2 separate regions of the Triticum aestivum genome follow, and region 2 is linked to region 1. Evidence: chromatin contacts called from public Hi-C data. All regions are on one chromosome and are shown on one strand. The core of a region is the stretch at or near the end of the contact, and the rest is flanking DNA. Distances in the headings are between cores, read along the strand shown.

The links. A called contact is a pair of places that touch in the nucleus more often than the background predicts.
Region 2: a Hi-C map of leaf shows a contact between it and region 1, with 2.3 times the contacts expected there. The contact joins two enhancer-like sites. A contact is called at or near these places in 2 of 5 Hi-C or Micro-C datasets (both in leaf).

The regions. Positions count from the first base shown.
Region 1 is chr6D:6,987,612-6,993,961 of IWGSC CS RefSeq v2.1, reverse strand. No RefSeq gene overlaps it. Among protein-coding and RNA genes, the nearest start is that of LOC123142963, 10 kb to the right of the region's middle. Within about 2 kb of position 2,666, at least 7 of the 8 cell types and tissues checked have an H3K27ac peak or open chromatin away from gene starts, as enhancers often do. A contact at or near this core is called in leaf, where this site is marked.
Region 2 is chr6D:7,240,349-7,246,698 of IWGSC CS RefSeq v2.1, reverse strand. No RefSeq gene overlaps it. Among protein-coding and RNA genes, the nearest start is that of LOC123140719, 89 kb to the left of the region's middle. Within about 2 kb of position 4,073, at least 7 of the 8 cell types and tissues checked have an H3K27ac peak or open chromatin away from gene starts, as enhancers often do. A contact at or near this core is called in leaf, where this site is marked.

The DNA of each region.
Region 1 (6,350 bases), core at 1,417-3,916:
CGTTGGCCGAAGACCAGGTGGGCTGAACGGCGGTGTCGCCCGTGGCGGCGGCAGACAGTTTTGTTTCGCCAGATCCATTCCTCGTTTTAAAAAACTAGACATGCATGATCTTCCGAACAACACACACGTACATGTATCATGCACGCGATTAATTATTGAACGACGAGTCCAGGGACGTTCATGATGCTTTTTTCACACTACAAGTTCATGATTAGCACTAGCAATCAAGGAGTTGGATGCCGGACGAGACTAGACTAGAGACCACTAGTGTTTATCGTTGTACTGGTCTATTATCAGTGACGATAATTAATCGGGCAGCAAGAGAGGACAAGATGGAAAGAGACGTGAGGTACAGATGTCTTTCGTTTTGCTGTTTCTTGTATATATATAGAGAGAGAGGAACGTGCATGAGACGTGGCATGCATAGGAGGGTCCATAGATAGGGAGCACCCGAGCAGTTGCTGTCAGCCCCTCCCTACACCCGGCCCCTACAGCCGCGCCCCACAACACGCGCGGCCTTGAACGGGATCGATCTGTCTGCCACGAGTACGTGTCCATTGTTTGTTTCTCCAGACTCCAGGACCAGGAGACAAGCTGAGGTCGCTATATCTAGACACGACGCAACCTCGTTATGGCCATTGCTCACGTCGTTGAACTATTACGCATACACACACTGAAGGTACCACCGGCCGGCAGGGTACGATCATGCATGCGTCGCCCGAACGTACGGTGGCCGGCCGGTAGAGTTAGAGCACCTCCAACCGGCCCATAGTTGAGAACTCGTGACCGGCCCCTTGTTATTGCTTACGACGTCAAACGCAGACGAGTACAACTGTCTTCTTCTCCATCTGCATCATCAGCCGCCATGGAGCGAACGGGCCTCGCGCCGGACGGCTGCATGACGCCGGCTTCGTCCGCTTCCATGCTGCTGTGTGCAAGCCATGGCATGACTCGCAGTACGTGCAGCCGCTGCTGTTCCGGAGACCGACGAACCAGTTTCCTACCGTCGATCTGGGTGATAGGTTTGTTTGACATGCATGCACGCACACACGTACGATGTGTGCAGGATGAACGTGCCACCTGAAATTTCAGGATGAAATACCTTCAAATGTGATATGTACAAATAACTTAGTTGTACATTGGCGGGAGCCAAGCAGCTTAGTACTGCTATGTCGCGAGAGTAGACCTTTTTTCTTTTTGCCGCCTCGTGGCTTTTGTCTAAACCTTCTTCTTAATCAATAAAAATGGCAAGTCTTTTGCCTTGTTTCAAAAAACAAATACAAAAAAAAACAAATTGATGGCCTGGGAAGATGAATAGTATCATGTGTTAATAAGACTCAGATTTGTCTTTTTTGCATAACCCTCATTTCAATGTATTTCATCCTAAAAATTTACACACTTGTTTATTATGCCTTCATGTATATCTATATTTTTTTTTCAGGATTTTTTGAAATGTAAAAAATATGAATTTTGAAAATTTCGAATTTCTCGAAAACTGGCCTCATTGGAGCTCGGCCTCCAAAAGGGATTTTCGAATATACTCTTACAATACTACTGTAAAAGCTTCGATGCATTCTTGAATGTGAGTACTCATACATATTCTGTGCGAGTGCATTGTCTGCTAGCTGGGTATCGCCAGTGCCATCTTTTTTTTATTTTTGAGAAACTTCGCCAGTGCCATCTAGGTGAGGGCATGCGTAGCTCTAATTAATCGCTCGTGTTTCTGTCAGTGGCGCATGCATGCAAATAAGAAATAATCTTATTGGGATCTTGCCCGCTAGAGCTAGCTAGGAACGCATTGGTAGCAGAATCAAACTCAAATATCAACTCAGTTGTGTACTTTGTATTGGTAAATTTGAGGCAAAAACTACCGTACGTATATACGTACTTCTTTGAGGACGCATGGCCGTAACGTCCAGCTAGAAATAACATACAGCTACTGATCTTTTAGCTAGACTAGCTAGAGACAACAGGCCTCACGCATAAGTTATTACTGACAACACAGCTTGCATTCTCCGATCTCATCTCCACGGCATCACACCAGCGTCGCTGCGTGCACGCTTCCGTGCCGGGATGCAGGCACAGCCACTGTCCGGTCGCCTTCAGATAAAGGTAATTATTGTTCGATCGGCCGTGCATCAGTGGACGATGCATCGATGGTCGGTCTGGTATATATGGGCAATCCTCACGGACGTAGCCACGTAAAAGTTGACCAAACGTACCGTGCGTAGACGTGCACGTAGATGCATGCAGTACCCGTTGCTCGCGGACAAGTTAAGTGCCAGATAAAATCCTGTCTTACTACATTTGGATTTCCGTAAGTGATTTGTTTGACGTGCACGATCGAACCGCCTGCCTCTGATTTGTTAATTGATTGCATGTTGCCGTACACGAGTAGAGACACAGTAGTGGTCTGTATCCCTGTCGATAATAAAGCAGGACAGCGAGTGAGCTAGAGAGATAGGACACCAGGGACGCAGGGTACGGTTTTGTTTTTCCGAAATGCAAGGAATAGTTTTCGTCTATCTTTCTTTTGTTTTTTTCGGACCTAGGAACGTTTCGCCTAACGTGAGGGGAGAGGGGCCCAGTGGGCCTAGTGGCAGCCCTAGGCCCAGAGACAGGGAGCGCCCGAGCCGTTGCCATCAGGCCCTAGTAGCATACGGCCCATTTATGTTTGACCCCACGCCACGCCCGGCCTGTCTCACTGTCCGTCCTGTGGGCCACGACGCAGTGTCAATTCATCCGCCTTCGATTGTCTCAAAAAAAAAAAAACTAGTCGCCTTCGAGCAGGCGACGTCACCTGGTACTGTAGCTGTAGTGCAGCGCCGATTCCATGCTAGCACTATGTCGTCAAACTGTTCATGGCCAGTTGGTTATGTCTTTCGACGTGTGTTCAGCTTAGGCGACTGCCCCTTAGCTAGCTTCATCCGAGTTGTTTTGTCAGAACGAACAGTTGATGCGAGATATGCATCAATGAGTGCATGTCTCGCGGTAGGGGCCGGTAGGCAGGGTACACAGTATACTCCTCCACCGGCCTCCATGTGTTCTAGCCGCAGCCGACTCCATGTGTTGTAGCGGTAGCCGACCCACCCTGTACCAGCAGCATCAACAGCCAGGACGCTGCACCTGCTGCGTTTCATGGAAGCTATGTACTCCACAGGCAGGGGTGTATGCATCAATGCATGCATGCTTGGACCCAGCGAGACAACTACGTCCTGTGCAGTACGCGCTGCCAGCAGTCCAGGAGCGCAGAGCAGAGCCGGACGCCGGCGGCCACTTTCGGTCCACGTTTAGGCCTGAGGAAGCCACGCGTGAGGGAGAGTGTTGACGTAGAATGTGTTGTTTAGTCTCTTCATAAGCCTTTTGATTGCATTGGCTGGAGCATGCACTTCTACAGCCGGCGCGAACAAAACCCGACGCCGGCGGTCCCTCATCCAACAGACCAACACACACGCATACACAGGCCTCGGCTCGACGCAGCTCTGCTCGATGGCTCTACGCTAGAACACATGAATGAACGTGGGCACGCACAGTGCTCCGCATTACTGTACGCATCAAGTAAATGATATGGCCAGATCCATGCATGGTCCTGGCGTGGTGGGAGCATGCAGGACATCTGGACATGCATGCATTGCAATCGCATGGCGCGGCCCGTGATTGATTACGCCCACGCAAGCTTACAAAACATTTGGTGACCGCTGCTTTGAAGACATGTGTCTCCTCGCTCGCCATGCATGCATCCTTCCGTCCGTCGTCCCCTTGCTTCCACTTCATCTGCTGCGTCTGACGCTGCAGTTGTACTAGTATGTTCATCGTGTACACCAACCTACGCACTGTCACCGTGTAGCTAGCTAGCACTGGTGGTAGGTAGGCACACGACTGCACTGCAGGAGCTACTCGTGCAGTACGGGCCGTGCTGCAAAAATCACAATACAATGGCAGTCTGCGAGTCCGTCCACACTCCATGGAGATGGATATGGTGTCCAGCAAGAGAAGAAAAATAATACTAGACCTACTACTGGAGCTTGCCTCCATGCCTTGCAGCCACTGTCTCGTTTGTTATTTTACTTGCCCGGTGTTCCTTTATGCAAAGACTAATGTTATGCTATGTATTCAGTTTTGTTTGATCGGTATATATCTGCCTTGTATTATGGTTCTTATGATATAAATAAGACATGTATTATCATGCAAAAAAAATACAACGTTATCCCTCTCCTGTGGGTACTGACATTTTTTTTCTCTCATGCTAATAGGTGTCTCATTTATATATCATAAGAATCATAATGTAGGTACGTACATACCAACCTGACAAAATTGAGATTACACTTAACTTGACATTAACGCCTGTCATCTGCCTCTGGCACCACCACAACGGCCACCAAAGGGGAAAAATGACGGATCACGTCCACACCCGACTTCGATGCGGCTCCATCACTGATATGCAGATTTGCGGACCTTCAAAAAGGCTCACCAAAAGCAAAAACCACTGCCGAATCAGACCAGGGCAACACCACCGAACACTCCATCAAACTCCAAATATGGCGCCCCACATGACTAAGATGTGGGAGGAGGAAACCATACCTGTCATCCATGAACCATGAACACAGCATACGATCCACCATCTTTCAGATGCCACCTATGCGGACCACAATCTGCATCCGCTCCTGGACTACCTCTTAAGCTCCACGGCGATGCTGAAGCAAATATCGTCGCAACGGCGGAGCCTAAGGATGCCCCGTCGTGCGGCTTTGCTACATATAAGTACCCCACCCCACCCTAGGGCTTGACTGCTATGCCAAGCATTGGAGCCATGTTGCACGCGATATTTCAGGGTACGGCCATATGGACCCAAGATGACCCAACGGGGGAGGGTTATATGCAGATATGGAGCCGAGTGGAGCCGGGAAGGACGATGACACAACCCCCCCTACGGGGCACCCATGCATGTCCAATTATGCATCCATGCGTGGAATGTATGCATGTAAACGTAATGAACTTGCAGCGGATGGCCTGCCGTGTGCATGGCGCTGAGCCATGGTGGGCAGGCAGGAGCCGGACATTGGGCATGCATTTCCGTGGTGGCGTCGCATGCATGTCCGTGCACCCCATGCATGATGAGTCACGGCGAGGCAACGTTCCAAGACATTTGATGCCAGCCGCTTTGATTCCCCGTGCCAGCCCCGGTCCATGTCCATCGTCCGTTCCCATGGCGAGAAGCTGAGCAGAGGAGCGATTCTATACGTGGAGTGGCTTACTGTGGGAATATCGGCTATGGGCCCGCCCGGCCCACCGCACCAGATTATTTCTTTTCTTGGACGGCCCCGACACGTCTAGTTGACATGGATCGTTCAGTACGTGCTGGTTGGTGAAGTCGCCGGGCCATGCCAGTGCGAGTAGGACTGCTGGACAAGAAACAGTTTCATCGATCAGGCACGTGTCTCAAGACTCGTCGTCTCAAATGCATGTAAAGACAGACGCCCGTGAGATCCAGCTATAGTACAAATTAGTACTCCCTCCGTTTTTTTACTCTGCATATAAGATTTGATCAAAGTCAAACTACACAAAATTTGATTAAATTTATATTAAAAAATATGAACATCTACATTACTAAAATTATATAGTATGAAAATGTGTTTCATGGTGCACATGATAACATTGATTTCATATTGTGAATGTTTATATTTTTAAATATAATGTTAGTCAAACTCTACAAAGCTTGACTTTGATCAAATCTTATATGCGGACTAAAAAGAAACGGAGGGAGTGGTACTGTACAATGCAAGTCTCATGAGGCCAGGGATCGACTGGGGTTGCTCTGGCTAGTTAACCGCGCACAGGACGAACATGTAGGTAGGTCCTCGAGTCCCCATTCATGCTTACAGGACTGCTGTTCCATGTAGGCTTGTAGCTCCTACGACGTACGTAGTGCTGACTAATAGAGTACTACTCGCTCTGTTCCTAAATATATAACGTTTTGATAGTGCAAATTACTATACTCTACTGCTTTGTGCTTTTCTAGCCTGGCACGTTCGTGAGTCAGGCATGCAAGATCGATCCGGAATCACATACTGGTAGCGTCCCTCTCAGCAACTGAAGCCGGGCGCTACGTGTCAGCAGTGACGCATCCAAGTGATGAACACATGCATCCGCATCAGCTTGCCATGCACGCCCCACCCCGAGTGGCTGAGTCCCAACCTTGCAGCTAAGCAAGCGCTTGCTGGCCAGCAACACGAAGGACAGCAAGCTCGGTTGCCTGAACTGAATGGCATACCTATCTTGGATCCGACACTTCATGGTGCACCGTATGTGTATAGGACCAGGGATATAGTATGGACCCAAGCCGACCCGAC
Region 2 (6,350 bases), core at 2,824-5,323, 250 kb before region 1:
GTACATTTGTAACGCACACATGAAACATTTTTTATACACTTTCTTAACTTTTTTAAATACATTATTTAGTTTTTTAAAATACATGTTTTCTCAACCGTTTTGAATACACGGTAACAATTTACTTAATACACTTTTTACATTTTCTAAATGACAATAAAAAATTTATGAAACTATACAAACAATTGTTTATATTGTTCTTACACATTTGTTCAGGTTTCTTAGTTGTCACAAACAATTTCTAAAACTATATGACATTTTTTAGACGTCACATACATTTTTCTTACACATACTTTCAGGTTTCAAAATTTGTTCCATTTTTAAATTTCAAAAAGATTTTGCAGTTTAAAATTTTGCTCCCATATTTCAAAGTTTCAAAAAATCACACATTAAAATTTTGTCCCATTAAAAAAAATCAAAGAGTGTTCACACATTTTTTTTTCAGGTTTCAGTATTTGTTCCCATCTTCTCAAAAAATGTTTTTTTAAGTGTCCGCCTTTTCATATTTGATTTTTTTTCCAATTTTTTTCTCAAAATTGTCAAAAAGTGTTCGCCCTTTAATACTTTAGGAGATTGAGAAAATGGTTTACGTTTTCAATATTTGTTTTCCCTTAAAAATAATTTCAAATGTTGAGCTGAGGTTTGTAGTGAAATTGTTCGGGCCTCATTATATCACCAACAGTAATTAGTTTTAGTGGCTAGCGTGAGGAGTTAAGCATCCCCAGGTCGCAGGTTCGATTCCTCCTATTGTCGAGTTTTACATCACGTGGTATAAAAAAAATCTGCCAGGTCAACAATCCCTTGTTTGGGAGGGGTCGCGGGTGTAGAAAGGGGTGAGGGGGATGTCGGCGCGGCCATCCATCGGGCGAATTCACCGGCGGCGGCACGGGACGGGGTGAAAGCGGCACTGCCGGAGAGGGGGCGCACGAAATAAGCAGCGCGTGATGCCGTTTCGCTTCGCGCGCTGAACCGTTTTTGTCTTCGCTGGAGCGCCGGGACGGCTGCGCGCGCAAAAAAACTATTTTCCGAGCGCGGCGCTAATTTCGCGCGAGTAGCTGTGAGCGGCGTCACGTACGGAGTTGGAGCCGATGGGTTCTTGCATGCGGCGCCGTATCCGTACACACATCTCTGTCATCTGTCATGACAATGCCATATCCGTCTGGAGGGAGTACGGAGTATTTAATCTTCTCTCGCCATCCGATGTTGGTGGTGGACTTGGTTGAGCACAGCAGGCCATCGTGAGTCTCTGGGATAGCTCCTGCAGCAAAGTTGCTTTCAGTACTAGTACATGTAGGAATAGATAGCTCTCTGATTCCTTGTAGTACTCCCTCCAGACAGTATGATTCACGAGGCTGGCCAGGCTAGAAAGTAGAGTACTGGTACTCTACACTGATCGGTGTATACAGTACTACCAGTAGATGTATGTACACTAGGATAGGATGGGCCTGTATGGACTCGTTTTGAATGCATGATGTGTCTGCCAGAACACCCATGCATACGTTGCTCTGTCCGTCCATGGGTCGCTTGTATGCGGCGCCGTACGCACCCATTCGTGATACGTGCAGCCCTGCCGTGTACAATCAATTCTCTCGCTCGGGGCCCTCTTCTTGGAGTACTGGACGGGCTTGCAAACTGCCATCGTGCTGTGACTTTTTCCAGCAGCAACACGTATCGATGTACTAGTTGTCAAAAAAAAAAATTAGAACACGTATCGGTACCACCTCATGGCTTGATGGCTAGACGGTGATTCACGAATATGGCTACCTACCTAGCTACACATCAGTACTCACAAATCAACACCAGCACACATTACTCTTCGCTTCGGGTTTTCTCTTCACTTCTATCAGTCGCGTTGGCCTATTATCAAAGCTGAAGTTAGGGCATCTCCCACGTCGACCATCAAACGGCCCGCAACCGTCCCGCCCGAACGGTTTGGACATCATTTATCATTCAACATGGTAACCTATCATCCTTAAAAAAAAACATGGTAGCCTATCGTGGCCACGGTGGCTGACGATCCGGGTTACTAGATAAGCAGCAGGCGATGTACCGGTTCATCCGTAGCGCCCACCACATCCGATGTGAGCGATGGCGGCTGCTCGTCCTGCGGGTCGAGAGGGATGCCCTGTTCACGGAGATCGACACGGAGACGGACGATGAGGAAGCGCTGGCGTAGGTCGTCGCCAGCACCGCGTCGATCGCGTCGCCCACACGGTTTGCGCTGTTTGCACCGGCCACAAGGCAAGCCGTCCACACGACTAACCCAGGCGAGGAAGAGTAGGAGGTGGCACACGTACGTGGCCATGTCTGGTGTCCCATGTGGGCCGTGTTCCACGTCCTATTCTTCCCCTCCTGCATCTTAACTTCATGTGGCTCATGACCGTTGAGCTTGCCACACATGTGGAAGACGGGACGTGGCACTCAGACGCTCAAAGAAGATTTATATTAGGTTAAAAAAGTGTCGTCCGCTTTTGTTTAGTTAAAATATGTCAAAAAGTAATGAGGTGAGCGGTTGGTGAAGGTCAAACCGTTCCGACCGAGAGGCTGGCCGTTTCGCCCGCGCCGTCACCAACTCATAACGTGGGCACTTTGCCGCGTCAACACGGTTCAAAAATATGTTAGCATTTTATGCCACTGTCGTGTGCCGTGGTCGATGCAAAGTGTTGGCCAAACATATCGCCATGGTTTTCTGCTAATGATGCATGTATTGTAGTTGGTTTTTGAATTTGACTCTACAATACCCGATGAATATACCAACGGTATCCCCTAAAAAAGAGAATATACCAACGGTAGGGTGCAGGACGAGCCGATGAGGCGGCAGGAAGGGGTCGACGGACGGGCGGGATCCATGGCGAGCGAGGGGACACATACCATTGAAGCGGCGTCACCAAATGTTTTGTAACCTTGCGTGGGCGTACTCATTCAATAATGAGCTGCACGGGCCGCGCCATGCGATTGCAATGTACGCACGTCCACCATGCGTGGACCAGATCATTAAGTTGACGCGTAGTGGTGGCAACGGACGAACAATAATGCAGAGCACTGTGGCGTGTCCACCTCGATGAGCTCTAGCGTAGAGCCATGGAGCCGCTGCATGCGTGTGTGTTGGGTGAGGGACCGGCGGCGTCGGGTTTTGTTTGTGCCGGCGTCCGGCTCTGCTCTGCTCTGCTGGGCTGCTGTACCTGTACGTACGTACCACCGCGCTGGACGTACATACATGTCTCACCAGTCGGGTCCATGCATGCATGCGTGCGGGCACGGTGCACTGCGCTGGCTCCTGGCTGCACCCTGAAATATCGGATCCAGCGGAGTACACAACTTGGATGCCATGCAGCAGGTGCATGCAGCGTACTACGTGCTGGCCATCCATCCATGCTACAGCTTGCTGCCATGGGGCGTCCCAACATGGCCGGGACAGCTTGCTGCCATGGGGCGTCCCAACATGGCCGGGGCTGCGGACACGATACACCGAATAATCCACGCACTCCACTCCTAACTTCTCACCCAGACCCAAGCCACCACCACCGTCCACCAATGATTATCCATGGCATGCCCATGCATGCACACCCGGCCCAAAAACAAGATCATCATCCATGCATATGCATGCATACCCCGCTTTGTCACATCCCATATGCATCGACTACGATTACGCATCCCATATGCATCCGATGAAGACCTACGATCGATCAAACGGTGTACGCGCGAGTGGACGAGCTGCAAATTATAGCTAGCTAGCTAAACTAAGAACATTTGGGAAGACATATCTAACGAACTGTGGCCAGGCATAGTTTGACCGCCGACATAGCACCTGTATGCGATTACTACTGCACAAATGGTGACGTTGCCAGCTCGGTTGCGACTCGTTTGCCAGAGAAACATACAAACGATGAATTGACATTGGGTCGTGGGGCCACAGACAGATCGATTCCAATCGGGGCGTGGCGTGGCGTGGGGCCGCGTAAATGGGCCGTAGGTGGCTAGGGGCTGACGGCAACGGCTCGGGGGCTCCCTCCCTGTCTGTGGGCCTGAAGCAGGCCCAGTGGGCCCCACTCCCCTCACGTATCACACGTTCCTTTTCTCTCTGAAAAAGAAAAAAAATGGAGAAAGATTAACGTGTGTCCTCTGCCTCCCTCGTGTCCTATCTATCTCGATCAATCGCTGCCCAGCTTAATTATCGTCAGTGGACCAGTACTCTACTGGTGTCTCCAGTCGTCTCTCGTGTGTGTACGGCATCCAGCTCCTTGATTGCTACACTCAGTACTAATCATGAACATGCATTGTTTGGCCTGCTCGATCAATAATTTAATCGCGTGCGTGCATGCATGATTAGTCCATGCAATGAACGATGCGTCTATCTTTGAAGGCTGGCCGCATAGGCTGATCGATCATGCATGTCTAACAGATTACTTAAGGAATTCCAGTTCTGCCGTTAAACCAGAGGTGTGTGGTTAATTAGGTATAGTACGATCGGTTTCATCGGTAACTGCGTCTGCATGCTTGTGTGCGTGTACTGTGGGTCAACTTAGGCAGCTACGTGCTACGTCCCTCGTCTCTGACCAGCATACTGACCGTGCGCGCTCCCGTGGATCGACCAAGAATTTAACTCGAAAGTCACGTAATATACGGCAGAAAAGTTGACGGCCCACGTCAGTGCCATAACACGGATGCTGGGTGACATCGTGCGGATTAATTCCTCTGGGTCTCAAGTCTGAACGTACAGGAGGCCGAAAGCGACCGCACAGTGGCTGCACAGCGCGGCATGGAAGCATGTACTGCAGCGACGACGTAGGGTGGTGTGAAGCCGCGAGTGAAGAAGACGGGGTCAGAGAATGCACGCCCTCTTGCATTGTCAGCAGATAGATTCTTTGCAACTTTAACTTATGCGTTTGGCACGTTGTCTCTACCTAGTCTGGCTACAAGATCGGTACAGCACTACGTATGCTAATTCTAGTTGGAACAAGAGGTAATATACGGGGTACCTTTTGCCTCAAATTTATGGGGCGTTCAACGCGTTCGCAGGCTGATCTTTTAACAAGATCGGCCGGGTCACGAGCCGGCAGATCCGAAGCTATCGAGCGGCTGAGCGACGCACACCATCATTGCAAAAAACTTCTTGTTGCGGAAACTTTTGCAACTAAGATCTTTTGCAGAAACCTTTGCAACAAAGGTCATGCTGCAGAATTTTTTCGCAACAATGATTATGCTGCAGATTTTTTTTTGTAACAGAGGTATTGTTGCATTTTCTTTTTGCAACAGAACTAATGTTGCATATTTTTTTTGTCTTCACCTTTATACATGTGTACGCGGAGAAAGTTTTGCAGCATGTTGCGGAAATCTTTCTTGCAATAGGAAGGAAGTTGCAAACAGAAAAACACCGTTGTTCGTTGCGAGTTCCCATTGAATGGTGGTGAGAGAGTAGTGGAGCCGCCGGCGAGCGCTGGACCTCCGACTTGCTCGCCTCACAAGTGAGGTGGCACACCGCGCGCGGCCAACTGTCATGGTGGAGGCGGGCGACAACGGCGACGACCGTGCGAGGCCACGCCGCAATTGCGCACCGCGATGGCGACCAGTGACAACGGCGAAGGCCTGCCTAGCCGGTGAAGAGGACCGTCAGCACGGGTCGGTGATGAGCAGGGGCACACTCATGGCGGGGCGACCGCCTTGCTTGGCAGCGCTGATTCAGGAGGAAGGAGATTTGGGGGATGGGGATAGGGTACGGGACGAGCCGTGGCTGTTGCAAAGAATGTGCTAGCGGGGTCCATAGGGGATGCGTGGCACGCAACCGAGGGGACGGACGCAAACGTGATTATCCGTCGGGTGATGTGTAATGCTTCCCCAAATTTATGCCTATCCAAAGTCAAATCTGAGTCAAATCCTTTCTTCTATAAATAGTATATGATACCATGCTTGTGCGTATTCTAGAAAGAAATACCAATCCAAAGTCAAACCAAAGTTTCCTGGCCTTTGGTGGTACCTACTCCTTTCGTTCTTAAATATTAGTCTTTTTAGAGATTTAAAATGAACTACCACATACGGATATATATATAGACATATCTTCAAGTGTAGATTCACTCATTTTGTTTCGTATGTAGTCATTTGTAAAAATCTCTAGAAAGACAAATATTTAGGAATGGAGGGAGTATATTCAAAGTCACATTTGCCTGTATGTCACATACCTATTTTGTGGTTAGACTCTGTCGACCCAACAATGCCTTGCTAGCTAGCTCTAGCGCGTGATACTTGTAGAAGTAGATCCCACAAAAAAAATGTATTATTCGCAATAAAATAAAATAAAATGTATGCATGCATGCGGCACTAGCAACACGAGGGATTAATTAGAGCCATGCATGCCC